Linked DNA regions of Mus musculus: region 1 is linked to region 2. A link is a contact called in public HiChIP or PLAC-seq data. All regions are on one chromosome and are shown on one strand. The core of a region is the stretch at or near the end of the contact, and the rest is flanking DNA. Distances in the headings are between cores, read along the strand shown. Region 1 holds the start of A930033H14Rik (RIKEN cDNA A930033H14 gene). Region 2 overlaps Arid5b (AT rich interactive domain 5B (MRF1-like)).

Region 1 (6,885 bases), core at 3,618-6,117, 1.0 Mb after region 2:
CCCCAGCGATCTCACCCAACAGCTGCTTTTCAATAAACCTTTTGACCAAATGCAGCTGTTCTTTAAAGCAGGCCCATCCGCCAGCTTATTTTCTCGTGTCCCCACTCCCTATGACTGAAATGGCTCCCTAGCACCTGACATCCATTCACCAACCTAGCATTAGATCTGGCATGCCAGACCAAAGGGTGGGAAGTGGCAGCTGTCTCTGCTACACCCCAATGGCCCAAGCCACTGGTCCACAGCTGTTGCATCAATCACTGGGGGAGGTCTTTTGCGCCTGCGCAGGAGGGTGGGGCGTTGGCTCCTCCGGCTGTCGGTTATAGACCGCTCCAAAGAGGACTTAACACCACATGACTGAGAAAACTCTCCGTGGGAATTTTATGTGAGTAACTTCCCATAACCACGGATATACTGGAAAAAGCTTCAGGCAATAGAAGCACTGAGCACTCGTAATTAAGTTGATGATAGAGTTTTCCTGGGGGTACTGCATATTTAATTTGCAATTTGAAGATTATGACCCCAGAACTTTTTTTAATTCAACAATAAGTTCTAGAGAGTTGGCTGACAGCTGTAAGTCTTGCACCTCTTGCAGAGGATCAGAGATCAGATCCCAGAACCCACGTTGGCATCTCTCGACCACCTTCAAACTCCAGCTACTGGTCTCTGACTCCCTCTTGTGGCTTCTGCAAGCACCTGCACTTCTGTGCACATACACCTAGGCAGCTGCACATAAGCACGCATATGAGGGAGGATGGGATAAGGGGTTTTCAGAGGGGAAAACAGGAAAGGGGATAACATTTGAAATGTAAATAAAGAAAATATCTAATTTTTTAAAAGGGAAAAACTATTTAAAAAAACAAAAATTAAGAATATGCAATAGCAAGACAACCTATCTATAAAATAACAAAAACCAAGAACATCTCTTTTAGCGATTAGTAGTTAAGGGTGGTCAGTTAGCCTAGGAAGAGATGTTTTGACAGAATTGGTCATTAGGGAAATGCAAATCAAAGCCACGGTGAGATAGTTCTCTTCATTAGTGTTGAACAGTAATTTTGTAAATAACAAACCAAAAGAAGAAAAAAAAGTGAGGATGCTAAATATTATTGGTAGGGAGGTGAAACGTGCAATCACTCTGAAACTAAACAGTCCAACAGCTTAGTTAGCATTTGATTTGGAACTTGGCATTCTTGAACATTCATCATAAAGGAAAAAACATTCACACACAAAACATTTGTGTACCAATGTTTATGGAGTGTTTTTCCACTGTGGCAAAATATTGACAATATTTGAATGGCATTCCATGGGTGAATGAACACACCCTGCTAGGTCCATATAATGGACACTTAGCAACGAAAAAAAAATGAGCTACTGCTACAGATGATCTCAAAGGCAGTGTGTGCAGAGAAAAATTCAATCTAAAAATTTACATACTGATATTTCCAGTAATAGGTCTCACCAGGATAAAAGTCTAGAAATGGGGGCAGGAAGGTGATAGTTAATGGCTTCAGGGGAATTACAAACACCAAGGACTCAGTAGTGAGTGAGTTTATTGGTAATTAAAGAACACTTCTATATGTAAATTCTGGTATTTAAATTTTTAAGTTATAATTATTGTGTATGTATGTGCATCAGCATGCACGTGTGAGGTGGCCAGTCTGGGATGGTTTTGGTTGTTGGTGTTGTTTTGATTTGGTGTTGGTGGAGGGGGTGTTTTTATTTTATTTTATTTTATTTTATTTATTTTGGCTGTGTGTGTGTGTATGTGTGTGTGTGTGTGAAGGGCAACATCATTGGTTAAAATACCTACCATAACAAGTTTAACATCACCATTGTGCAAGAAAATTTGTGTTGAGAGAGAAATGTTGGCTAATTCCCAGTGAGGCCTCCAGTCCTTGTATATCTCAGGTGAATGATGCAGATTGTGTTAGCGAGCAGGAAGGCTGGTTCTTTGGTGGGCTGGAGCACAGCTGAGCTCTTGCGTGAAGCTGCGCTATCCGCTTTGCTTTTATCCCCTCTTTTCTGCCGGCGGTCACGGTCCATGCTGTATGCCCACTCCTCCCACCTTCATGAATCAGAGGTCCCGTGTGTGAAGTTTGGGGCACCATGGGCCCCGCATGTCGATGGCAGTGTCTTCTTGACATCCCTGTCCTTGCTTGGTACAAAGTTCCAGTAATTTTTTTTTTTCTTCTGCTGTCTCTGAAATCTCCATTAGTAGCAATTTATTTTCCTGGAAGTTCTCCAGATCAGTTCCCCCTCAAGTTTAGGTATGCCATGAGGTCAAAAATGGTAGCAAAATGGCTAGTAGGCATTCCTTATCCACTCTACAAGGATGGTCGGGGGGGGGGGGGGGGGCTCAGGAGATGGTCAGGCACCCCAAGAGTATGCACAGTACTAGGTGTCTTTCTACTCTTACAACCTCTCTGATGCTTCAGAAATATGTGCAGGTGTGTGCATATGCTGCCATGTGGGGGGAGGGGTGGTAAAGGGTGGCACTCGCCTGTGCACGTACTTGTGGAGTTCAGAGGTCAACCTTGGGGTTGTTCCTTAGGATCTGTCCCTTCCCCCCTCCCCCACAGGAACTAGGGGCCACTGAATCAGAGAGGCTTTAGAACCAGTGAGCCCCAGGCATCCTGCTGTCTCTACCTCTGGCAGTGTGGGGGAACCACAGGGGCATGCCATTATGCCTGGCATTTTTCGAAAGTTATGGCAGGTTCATCTTTTGAATGTGTGACTGAGGAAGTGAAAGACACCTGAAGGGGACCGGATGTTACAACAAAGGTTAGTGATAAAATAAAGCCAGCCCTCGATGACCCTGGGGCACAAAAGTCAACCACTAACAATACTGAAAAAATGCAAATTGCCCTTGCCTCAGTTACCCCATCTGTAAAATGGTTCCAATGGCCTGCCTCATCAGTTGTGGTGGTATAATAATCTTAAGGAAAAAAAAGAGAGGAAAGCCATTCCCCGCTGCACTTGGGGCCACAATACATATTTCTTAGTTTCTAAGTTCCCATTTCTTAGTTACTGTTCTATTCCTCGGTGCCCCAAGGTAGTTTGAAAAGAACTGACTTGCCGAGAAGTAGCTAGTTAGCAACAACGGGGTTAATTAACTTTCCCTAATATATTCCTGGAGAGAGTATCTATTGATTGAGTCTTTCAACATGGTGTCCTTTTAAAGCAGGCTGAGGGGAGTCTACCCCTTGCCAAGCAAATGACCATATTCAGTCACGATCCACCTTGAACTCCTCAGACACGGGAATTTGACTTCTTCCTTCCTTCTCTTGCTAGCATCAAAAGGTTATGGCCTTGATGACCCCATCTCCAACCACAACAGTACATTAAGGATTGCTTAAATACCGCAGGTTGCCTGCACAACATTTTCTTATTTAAAAACATTTCGTTTGCTTAGCCTGTTGGTGGTACAAACCTGCAAGGCCGAGGTTGCAGGAGTTCAAGGCCAGCCTTGGCAACATAGCGAGAGTTGGAGACCAGCTATGGGAGGATCTAAGGGAGGGGCAGGAAATTGCCAAAGAGACTGGAAACCAGAGATCCTGGGGAGGAAGAGAAGTCCATCTAAGAAAACCAAATGTGGTTTCCTGAAAAGGAGGGACGGAGGCGTTACTGTGAGAGAGGGTTTTGTTTGCTATTCATTTTTTTAAGGGAAGTTGAAGGATAGCCCTAAGTAACCGTCCTCACAGTAAAATACGGCTATCTATCTTTCCCACCCTTTCGAGATGCTGGCAAGGCCTTAGCTAAGAACTGATGGAGGCCAAGGATGTAGCGTGGCCATTTTTTGTGTGCTCCATGTCAGCCTTTAGAAGGGTTTTATAAACGTAGCACATCCCTAGTTGAAGGCATTCACATCCTAATCCGCCAGCTGTCTCGTCTCGTTGCAGGACTAGAGTGAGCGGATTACACAGCCCAGTCTAACAGGCAGTTGAGAAGGCGGACTGAAAGTTCCCTGCGGACAGGAGCCAAGTTAGTTGCAGTTCCCTGTCACCTCCTTAGAGCATCGCGTGATGCCAGACACCCCTAGGCACCTAGGCAGTTCTTCTGCGGATCCGTGAAAAGTAACCAGAACTCTGCCCCCAGAACTCACAATCGGCTTGAAAGTCCACAGTGTCCCCGAAACTGGTTTTCCCTTCCAAGATTTCCTGCAGACCCAGAAGAGGCCGAAATCAGTTTCAGCTCCCCCCCCCCGCCCCCCAGCCTCTCTAAAACAGCTGATTTCGGGGTGGGAGGTGGGGGTGGGGAGGACCGGGTGGGGGGAAAAGCTGGGCGTCCCCCCCCCCCGCCCCCTGCCGGGACCCCTTGAGCCCGGTGCAGGGGAAGGTGACCAGGAGGGGGAGAGCCAGCCCGCACGTGCAGCGCCCAGGGGAGGAGGCTGGGCCAGCGCAGCGCTTAGTCAGCAGCTGGGCTCGGTTTTGAAACAAAAGCCAATGTCCTCCCTCGGAGTCCGCGGCCGGTCAGTTCCTAGGGGGAAGAAAGCTATGCTGCCCAGCCGGTTAGTGGCCCAACTTACTTTTCCTGAGCCCAGGACTGAGGGCCAGCGGATGTTCGGGAGTGGGTGGGATGCTGCGGGGAGGGGGCGCGGGGACAGCTCGCACACACCCTGCCCTGCTCTGATCTCCGCTTGGCTTAAGGCCGGGTCCCCGGGGTAGCGGGACGCACGCTGATCCCGGCCCTGGAGCCCAGGCCCCTCCGGTGTGCGTGCAGCCGCAGCACCTTCGCCACCTCGCGTCCCACAGCTCAGACACACCAGGCCCTGGTTTCATGAATGAAATCCAATCGTGTGGTTATAAATAGCCGCCAAGGCTGCTCACGTCACGGTGGAGAGAGAGAGAGCGATCGGAGGCCGCCACCGCTTTGCTCGCTCCGTGCCCGGGCGCAGGGTTCCGCCCGGTGCCCCGCCTGGCCAGGAAAGGGGGCGGGAGGAGGGCAGGGCTGGCGGCGACAGCGACCTGGGGACGAGTCCCGTGGCCTGCGCCGGGACGCGGACGCGGCCGGGTGCGGCTGGGCCATGCTGCCTTTGTGCCACGCCGGGCGGGTGGCGCGCGGTGCGCAGGGTCCCGGCGTCCCCGCGAGCGCGCGCGGCGGGGGCCGCTGCTGAGCGGCGGAGGGAGCCAGGTCTCGCTCGGCTGCAGGGTAGGTGGCTGTGTCGTGCTGAGTGTCCCAGTGAGCAGCGGAGCACCCTCACCAGCTCCCGATTGCCTCGCGGGTGGCAGGTGGGGACCCCGGCCCATGTTCCCACCCTCCCCCAGCAACGTTTGCGAGAGTGAGCTGAAGGGATGCGGGGGGACAGTCCCCTCCCAGAGGAGTGAGCTGAAGAGATGTGGAAGAGCACCCGCCCCGGCCGCACCCCTAACTTGTAGCGGCAGACAACACGTACAACAGGCACCTTAGCAGTCCGGTTGCACCAGGGCCGGGTGCTGCCGCGCCCCCGGGGAAAGGCGCCTTTTCCTCGAAGGACTCTGGTGGGGAACTTGGGACGCGAGAAGCAGGGTGCTCTGAGCCCTTGGGTGTTTGCCCTGCCCCAAGCAGTGTCTTTGGATGCACGATGACGCCCCTCTCCCTCCCCTCCCCCCTAGCCCTGTGTCTAGGGAGTCTGTTGTGAGTTGCTGTGCCAACAATACACGCTGCCTTGTGAGGGGCTTGCACACACCTCAACTTAAGTGTTCAGCTAGGTTCACAGCCAGGGGGTAGGGGGAGAGACACAGAAGAGATCCACACTCACACCCACCCCCAAAAAAGTGGAAGGAAGGCAAGACTGTGTAAAAAATGTATATATAACATTTGATTCCACTGTTGGCCGTGGGGTTTCCATCCCATATCAAACTACTCAACGGAGGAGCAAAGTCAATATTTAGACTCAGACAAGCCAGAAAAGTTAGGAGGGAGAGCCAAGCACAGGGTTCTGAGTTGGCTTTGCACGTCAGCACAAGAGCTGCGCCTTTGGGACTGCCTGTACACATATGCTGGGGCATTGGGGGTGGAGGCATGCATTAAGCTTGATAAGTTACAGAAAGCTGGGAAACGCTAGATAGTAGCAAGCAGAGGAGACATCCTGACTGAATCTCCCTGGTCTGTGCTTTTGGGGAAACTACTGAATACTCAGCCTGGGGTTTCAGCATGAGGTTCTCTGTAGGTTGTGCTACCTGCCATAAAAACATACAAGAGACTCCAAACCATGCCATGCTTCCAGAGGCATTCAGCTTGGCCAAGGGCAGATAATAAGCCACCAACAGGCTCATAAGTTCACTTTTAAACACTCTTTTGAGACTCAGTGTATTATTTCATCTTCAGTGATCTTTGGGACGCCTATGAGAACCAGTGGTTCCCATTAGACAAACTCAATCTTTGGACTGTCAGTAACATCTGAGTGTTGTCCCCACAGGGGAAGCAAGCAGTCAATTATCATATTAAACAAGATTCTTGATGAGACTCCTGGATCATATTTGAAAATCAATGGGGGTCTGGGTTTGATCCATTCCTTCCCATGGTGGGAGGCTTTAGCCCATCTCTATCAACAGTCTCTATGTTCCAAAGTTGTGAAGGTCACGGGCATCCCAAGGTACAGGGTTATGTATGCTCACAAGGATGCACACAAGTAGCCTGGTTGATGTTACCGACTTATTACTTCTACAGAAAAAGAAAATAATTAATAATAATAATAATAACAGAAGAAACCAGAATTCATTGTGTTGGGGTTAAGATGGTGTTTTAAAATGACAATTTTTTTTAAGAAAATCTCCCACTCCCTTGTCTATTTGAGAAAACCAGTGAGTTTTCACTGTGCTTACCATCCATTTGTGGCTAAGTGCTTTTTCTGTATCATCCCCAAATGCTCAGAAATATACTTCTTCGAATGCTATAAAATGCTAACAT
Region 2 (7,054 bases), core at 1,150-3,649:
TACTTCTACAGTGGAGCGCATTTGTGATACATTAATAACTTTGTCTTTCTGATTCCTACACTGTACCATCTCCCAAATACCACAATTGTGTCAATGGGATCAGTGTCTTAAAGGCTGGGCTACAAAGTATACAGACTATAGGATGGAGGGTTGGCTCAATGGTTAGGAACACATGCAAGAGAACCCTACTTCAGTTCCTAGCACCCACACTGGGCAGCTGATAGTCACTGGTCATCTAGACCTAGAAGGTCTGATAATCTCTTCTGGCCTCAACAGGCATCTATATCCACGTGGCACATGTGCACACAGAGCGAGAGAGTGAGAGGGAAAGTGAGAGGGAGAGAGGGAGAGGGAGAGGGGGAGGGGGGCACATACACATATATAAATATATATAAAGTTAAAAAGATCTTTAAAACATATGTGTTAATTGTCTAGAACCAAAGGCAGTTAGCACTGCAGTGTGTAGGCCTGGCTGTACTCCAGTTTATCTACGCAGCTGGCAAGTGCAACTCCAACCATATCTTAAAGTGCTGAAATAACCAATTCTTTATTTTTTTTAAAGAAATAAACATCATATCTCATACCCAGAAGGGGCCAGAATGGGGGCTTTTCTGGTTCATATATATGGTATAAGACATGGGGAGGTACTGCTCCATAAACAGCCCTGACCATAGCCTGGATTTCTCTCACCCTAGAAGTCGTCCTTCCCAACAGAGTAATAGTTATAGAAAATGAAATTTAGGTTTTCAATTACACCGACTTTCTCTTTCATATTCAAATGTTACCCATATCCTCCAACATGTTTACAGAGTTCTCCCAGATTTCTAAATAAATACACTAAAGAAGTTCTGAAATATACACATTTTAAAGATGGCTTTGCGTGCACCAAGCTATGCCCAGATGTTTAACATTCATTCCAAATTTCTCAATAAATGAGCACGCCAGGAAAGCAAACACGAGCTGACAGTATTTAGTCTAAGTTTCTTTAAATGGTTTAACATGGCCAATAACAGTATTTCATTATCAGGCATTATTAAGGCATTTAGAAAGAGGGGTTGTGGGATATGAGGCAGAGCAGCGGATAAATATGGTTATCACAATGATAACCATACTGTTTGGGGTTTTCATAATCTGCTGTGGTAATGAGTCTTGTCTTCTGTCTTCTGAATTCCATATATATATATATATATATATATATATATGAATTTCATATACATATACAAATATATGCATGTGAATATATCTGAATATATCTATTCATAACAAATCCATGATCCCAGCTCACTGCCACAAGTGCTCATTAACAACCACCACAAACTCACAGTCAGTTCTGTGAGCTTTGAACCAGTTCCAGAACCAGGGCTACAGCAAGTGGCAGTTTGGCCTTTTCGCTTCTCTGAAAAAAAAAAAAATTTTTTTAACACCTTAAAAAATTCCCCATAACTGCTCCCTTCACACCTTTTATCTCCTTCCTAAATCCAAAATATTCACTCACTAAATCTCCAAGGTTGCTGTGTTCTTATGTAATACGTAATTTTCTTCGTGTCTCTGGTGTTGGCTTGTGAAATGCCTTTAATTAAAAAAGCTAAAAGCTCTCTAAATCTGGATGGCAGACTCATTTCCAGGGCACTCAGGCATGTTGTCTAATTTTAAAACTCTGACAGGATACATGTAAATTTATGCAAGTTTCACAAAAGTCACAATTTCCTCCTTGAATTCAAGCTAAAGAAACCGCCTGCAGCCCTTTCCAGAGCTGTTTACTTTACTGGAGAGCTCTTTTTTTCTTTTTTTTCCCCCCATTGTGTTGGAGGTAATTATTGTGAAGATATCTCCTGTCAGCTTCCTGTGGATCCAGTCAGAAGGAAGGAGTTAAATTTCCCTGATTATTGATCAAACAGACTCTTTGATCCCCAAGCTAAAACTATGAAACACCACTTGGGGGGAGGGGCTTGAGGATATTATCATGCAAATTATTTTGGTTGACAGTAATTAAGAAATTATATGTTAAGAAAAATCAGTAATTGTTCACATGAGTCATTAATGTGTTTTCGTTCTTTGTAGAATGTTCTGGCACGCCCTTCCTTTCTTGCTTTAAATAAGCGAGGAGGGAACACACAGTATTTGCAGCTCAGCAGAGCACCATATTAATAGAAAGTTTGCTTGGAAGAGCAGCTTTGTGGAACCCCAGACCTGGTTCTTTGCCTTTCTCCATACTGTCCTTCACCCAAGAACTGTCTTTACAAAGCTGGGGTAGGCTGTTTGAGCATCTGAGGCAGGCTCACCCATGAGTGGGGACTGTTCCCCCTCCCCCCCTTCAGAAGGTCATAACCATTGGTCTCAACACTTAGGAAATCTACACAGAAAAAACCTACACACTCAGGGACTCAGAACTAGCCTAGCCACGGGCCATTAAGCAGTTCCAGCTAATTCCATGACTCCCTAGAAACAAATCTTCGCTTGGAACTCAACCTTTGCCAACGTTTGCTTTGGAGAGATTTTTTTTAGATCCACAGGAAAGAGACTCCAAGCGGATGATGGGAGGTTTGAGACAGGCTCCCAGGTGATGGGTACACCTTGGAATGAACTCCAGTTAGCTTATAAATCATTGATCCCTGGAAGAACGCAAATGAAAATCACGCTTTTGTTTTTTTGGTTTTTTTTTTTTTTTTTTGAAAGGCAGCCTCAAGTACTGACATGTGATACATAATAGTCTTAAACCAGTTCTGACATAATATCTCTGGCAGCTCTAATAACCACAAATGATTGCTTTAGTTAAGAACTAGCCAGGAGCAAAATAGAGCCATGTCGTTTGAGCCATAAATACCTCAACAATATTTTATGCCACTTTGTAAAAAGTTAAAGGAGTTTTATAATAATTAACAACAACAACCAAAAAAAAAAAAAACCCACGCCTTGTATGGACACTGTGAAAGCTTATTTCATAGTCCCAAGGCTGCCAGTGTGGTGAATTATGTAGGCACCAGAGAAGCATTAAGGAGAAATAATAGCAACTTAAATGAAGGCTGACGTAATTCATGATAAACAGTCATTGGAAAATATTACAGTGTTGTCTTTCTTTCTTTCTCTCTCTCTTTTTTTTTTTTGAGTGGGTTTAATCAGAAGAGTATGACCATAGTCTAACATAAACCACTTCCCTTTTCCACTGTTAGTAGTTGGAATTCTGGCATTTGCCCTAGCTAGCTGCAAGGTTTTTATTCACCATAATTGCTGAATCCAGACCCTCAACACCTCTGGGGACCTTAACAGTGTCAATTTGGAATTCTGATTGATGGAGGAGCTTCCAAGACAAAGCCCCAAATCTCTGAGCTGCGTGGTTGGTCCAAAAGTGGGGCTGAAATGGGAGGGTGGCATAGCCAGGGTGCTTTAAAGAATACATATCAGCAAGGGTGGCTAAGGACTGCCCACACTGAAGAATGACTCTATTGTCCCTTCTAATAGAATCTGTGAGGTGGTGTCAACCAGCCACCTATCCTGATAAGAGCAAACCTTGGCCCCAGATTGTTCTGGGTGAACTGTAAGTATAGCAACACACAAAGACGTAAACACAGTCACAGCCCAACCTGCCAATCTCATTAATACCGAATGTCACCAGGTCAGGGCCAGAAGGCGTGATCATACCACAGAGTTGTCACAGAGATGGCTAGCTCTGAAGGTGAATTAAAAGTTGTCACCTGCTGTGGAACCCCTGATTAGGAGCAATAGCCCAGGAGAGAGTCTCCCTCAGATATGGGGAGGCAGGACACCATTTAACTCTCCGGTGCTCACCCTATTTCTGGGAGTTTAACGGGAAGACATAATACACGATTATGTCAGCAAGGCCTTCCAGCGTCAAGTTCGTTGAAACGTCTTTAAGTCAAATATTGATTAGCTGTGCCGAGGCAGGAAAGGGAGCCTACAACAGAAAGCAGAAAAATCTTACATTTTCTTCCCACCACTGGCTTCTATCTCAGCCATGAGCTGGCCTTTGCAAAGGCTATTAAGAGCAACTAACGTGATTCTTTTTTTTTTTTTCCTCTTCCTCTACTTTTCTCTGCCAGCCTTGGGATAGAGGTGTTAACGAGCTGGAATAGACTCAAAGACTGGAGAATAGGTCTTCTGGAAGTTGACAGCTTGGGTGATCCTACACAGAGGGGCCTCTGTCCCAGATGACCAGGCACTAAGTGCCATCTTTGGATGATGACTTACAATAGCCAATATATAGCAGAGCATACTATTTTAGACATGGAATCCTTCCTCCCACCCCATTGAATCTATTTAAATCATTTCAGAGGTCAACTATCTAGCCACTCCTTTAAAACTATTTCAAAATAAGATGGATGGCTTTCTCTGACATTACCACTCATAAAAATGTATTTTATCTCCTCTTAGCACAACAAGCCTTCCTTTCTTGAAATAGCTCATCTTGAGCGCTATCAGTGCGTTTCGCTCTGTGCACAAATATTTTGTGTATTACAATGAGCAGCAGAATGCAAAGCTTGCAAATACTTATTTTTAGACATATGGGAAAAAAGGCAGTGCGAGCTAAAAATAAAGAATGAAGCAGTCACTTATCAGTGATGCCATTGGACATGCAAACGCTTCCGCCATTGGGCTTTTTCTCCACATGCTGTGGATCACAGCAAGAAACATCACTCTGAGCACACACACACACATGCGCGTACATGCACACACACATACCACATCACATACTACACACTACACACACACACACACACACACACACACACACACACACACACACAAGAAAATATTATTTCACAGCCGAAAACATCCAATCACTAAAAACAACATCTGGGTGTCATTAATAACTTACTCTACAGTTGAACCAGCCAAATAATCTGTAGCCTGACTCAGAACTTCTGAGTTTCTATTTTTGAAAGGAGGTGGGATCAGGGAAAGAACCGAACAGCATGCCTTACTTTTGCAAACGTACACGCCCTGGGCAGTTTCTGAATTTCTAGAAACGTGTGCACACATACTAACCAGCATGCGTACACAGGAAATGCAGGCTGTTTTATGTTATATGATTATTGCCACTACCCTTGACCCAGAGTCCTGCTGTTGTTTGGAGGAAGTTTCTACTGTAATATTGAGTTTGCTCTTTCCCCTCAGAGCCTTTGTGTATAATTAGGCATACTTTGTAGACTGGTGAGAATCTGGCCATAAGTAACATCTGAGAGATGAAGCTTCCATTTCAAACTTCCACAAAGCCTTTTGTATATAGCCTCTTAACACGTTTAGAGAATAGGCACACTGTTCAAACAGTCCAGCCCTGAGATAAAAGAGCTAACGATGTGCCTGCCGTACAATCCACCTCTCTAAAACACCCTAAATATTTATACTAACGGGAGTTGAAAATAGTATCAAGGAAAATGCCAAAATATTTCTACATGTTATTGGTAACAGTCGCTGGGAAGACAGATGCCAAAATCCAGCATGGTTCTAATTCACTGGGTCCTGTCACATGGCCTGTCCTAAGCTTGGTGAAATGTCAACCAACTTATGAACTGCAGAAAATTGTCTTTGGGGTAAGCTATATTTACAGTCCCCTCCCCCCTTTAAGTGCCTCTAGCAGGTCACCGAACAAGATACTGAATTTCAATGCACATTTTCCCCCCTTTGTCTCTAGAGTCAATGATGCAACAATCAATGGGTTTCATCCTTACATTTACAATGATACAATTACAATGCAATTGTATCAGCCAGATGGTACATGTAACAATGATGTCTCTACAGGAAGAGGTGTTAGGATCAATGAACCATAACACTCCATTGGTCTACATGAGAGGGCTGATGCCTCCCCTCAGTCCCCAGGATAGAACAGAGAATAAATATTATCAGTCCTATGGACCACACTAAGTCAGCCATCCTTGAGGGAAAACAACAACAACAACAACAACAACAACAACAACATATAAGCCCTTAAGTATGGTTATGTCTCAACATGAAGCTGCAAGCAAACTGGACCAGACCATGGGTGTGAGTTTTTCCCTCATGTACTGACCCCTCAGCACACAGGGGGTGGATCTCAGTGAATGGAAGACGTCCTATCATCCTCTCATCTTCCAACTTAGCCTCTCACCTCCAACAGGTGCTCAGCTGTCAGAGGAGGGTAAGAGAAAGATAGATCAGGTTTGAAGTCAGAAGAAGGGATGCAGGTTCATATGAAGAACACCTCTGGCTTCCCTATATGGGTGTAAGTCAGGTTCTCGAACTCACTGTTTAATGAATGAGAGTAGTTAGCAGACTACTAAAAGGAACAGGATAGCATGAATCCCAGCACCCAGTTTATTAGCATGTGGAATGACTTCCTTCAACAACACTGTCTGTTTGTTTCTCTCTCTCTAAGACTGCTGGGAAAATCAATGGAGGTAATGAGCACAGTAGGTGCTCATTAAAGGTAATGGCCACAGTAGGTACTCAACTAAAGGTTAAGTAAGGTTGGGTTTGCTAAGTGTTCAGCTAATTAAATACACACCATTTCTTAGGCAGACACCACACAAACTTTATTAAGCCTATACCTCAGTTCCTGACATGTGTTAAACTTTCAATAAGAGGTATGAGATACTGTCATTATCATTCTGTTTTAATTAATCAGAATTCTCAGGAAATGAGCCAACCAATCTAATGGTGTTGAGATTTTATGGAGAGTTATTAGAAAGGCCTGTTGTTGTTTCACCAATAGCAAGCAGGTGTGTGAGGTATGGAAGATCAGGGGTTTATCATCTTGGGTGTCATACACTCCTTCAGTTATGAAAAGATCACCCAGGATGGTCTACATTTGCTTGTTGCATTAATTTCTGCAAATAACCTTGTTCAAAGCCATTATTGTAATAATTATGCTGGCATGAATATTTTTAGGAGATGACTTGAAGCTTCTATCAGAGTCTCAGAAGGACTTCAAAACCATTAAAAACATGTCTAACATTTCATTCTCTAGATGAGATATGGAGATGTAAAATAGCAAACGGAGTTGATCAGGCTCCTTGTTTGGTACCTTCATATTGAATATACAGAGAAGTGTCCTCTCTGG

The links. HiChIP or PLAC-seq counts read pairs in DNA pulled down with a chosen protein or histone mark.
Region 1: a FOXA1 HiChIP or PLAC-seq map of pancreatic cancer cells shows a contact between it and region 2. The contact joins the promoter of A930033H14Rik here to the enhancer-like site in region 2. A contact is called at or near these places in 4 of 39 promoter capture datasets (the 3T3-L1 cell line, the C10 cell line, embryonic stem cells and 1 more) and 4 of 115 datasets of contacts at active chromatin or transcription factors (acute myeloid leukemia, embryonic forebrain, embryonic stem cells and 1 more).

What each region holds. Positions count from the first base shown.
Region 1 is chr10:69,208,231-69,215,115 of GRCm38.p6, forward strand. It overlaps A930033H14Rik (RIKEN cDNA A930033H14 gene), which reads right to left and starts at 4,868. Exons shown (of 2, transcript NM_001331193.1): 1 at 4,523-4,868; 2 at 1,532-4,154. The coding sequence starts at 4,775. The coding sequence ends at 4,096. It overlaps Rhobtb1 (Rho-related BTB domain containing 1), which reads left to right and starts at 4,964. Exons shown (of 11, transcript NM_001252637.1): 1 at 4,964-5,145.
Region 2 is chr10:68,163,847-68,170,900 of GRCm38.p6, forward strand. The region is part of intron 4 of Arid5b (AT rich interactive domain 5B (MRF1-like)); the gene reads right to left. The region is part of intron 1 of Gm51770 (a long non-coding RNA gene); the gene reads left to right. Among named protein-coding and RNA genes, the nearest start is that of Gm51770, 16 kb to the left of the region's middle. Within about 2 kb of position 2,400, at least 112 of the 459 cell types and tissues checked have an H3K27ac peak or open chromatin away from gene starts, as enhancers often do. A contact at or near this core is called in pancreatic cancer cells, where this site is marked.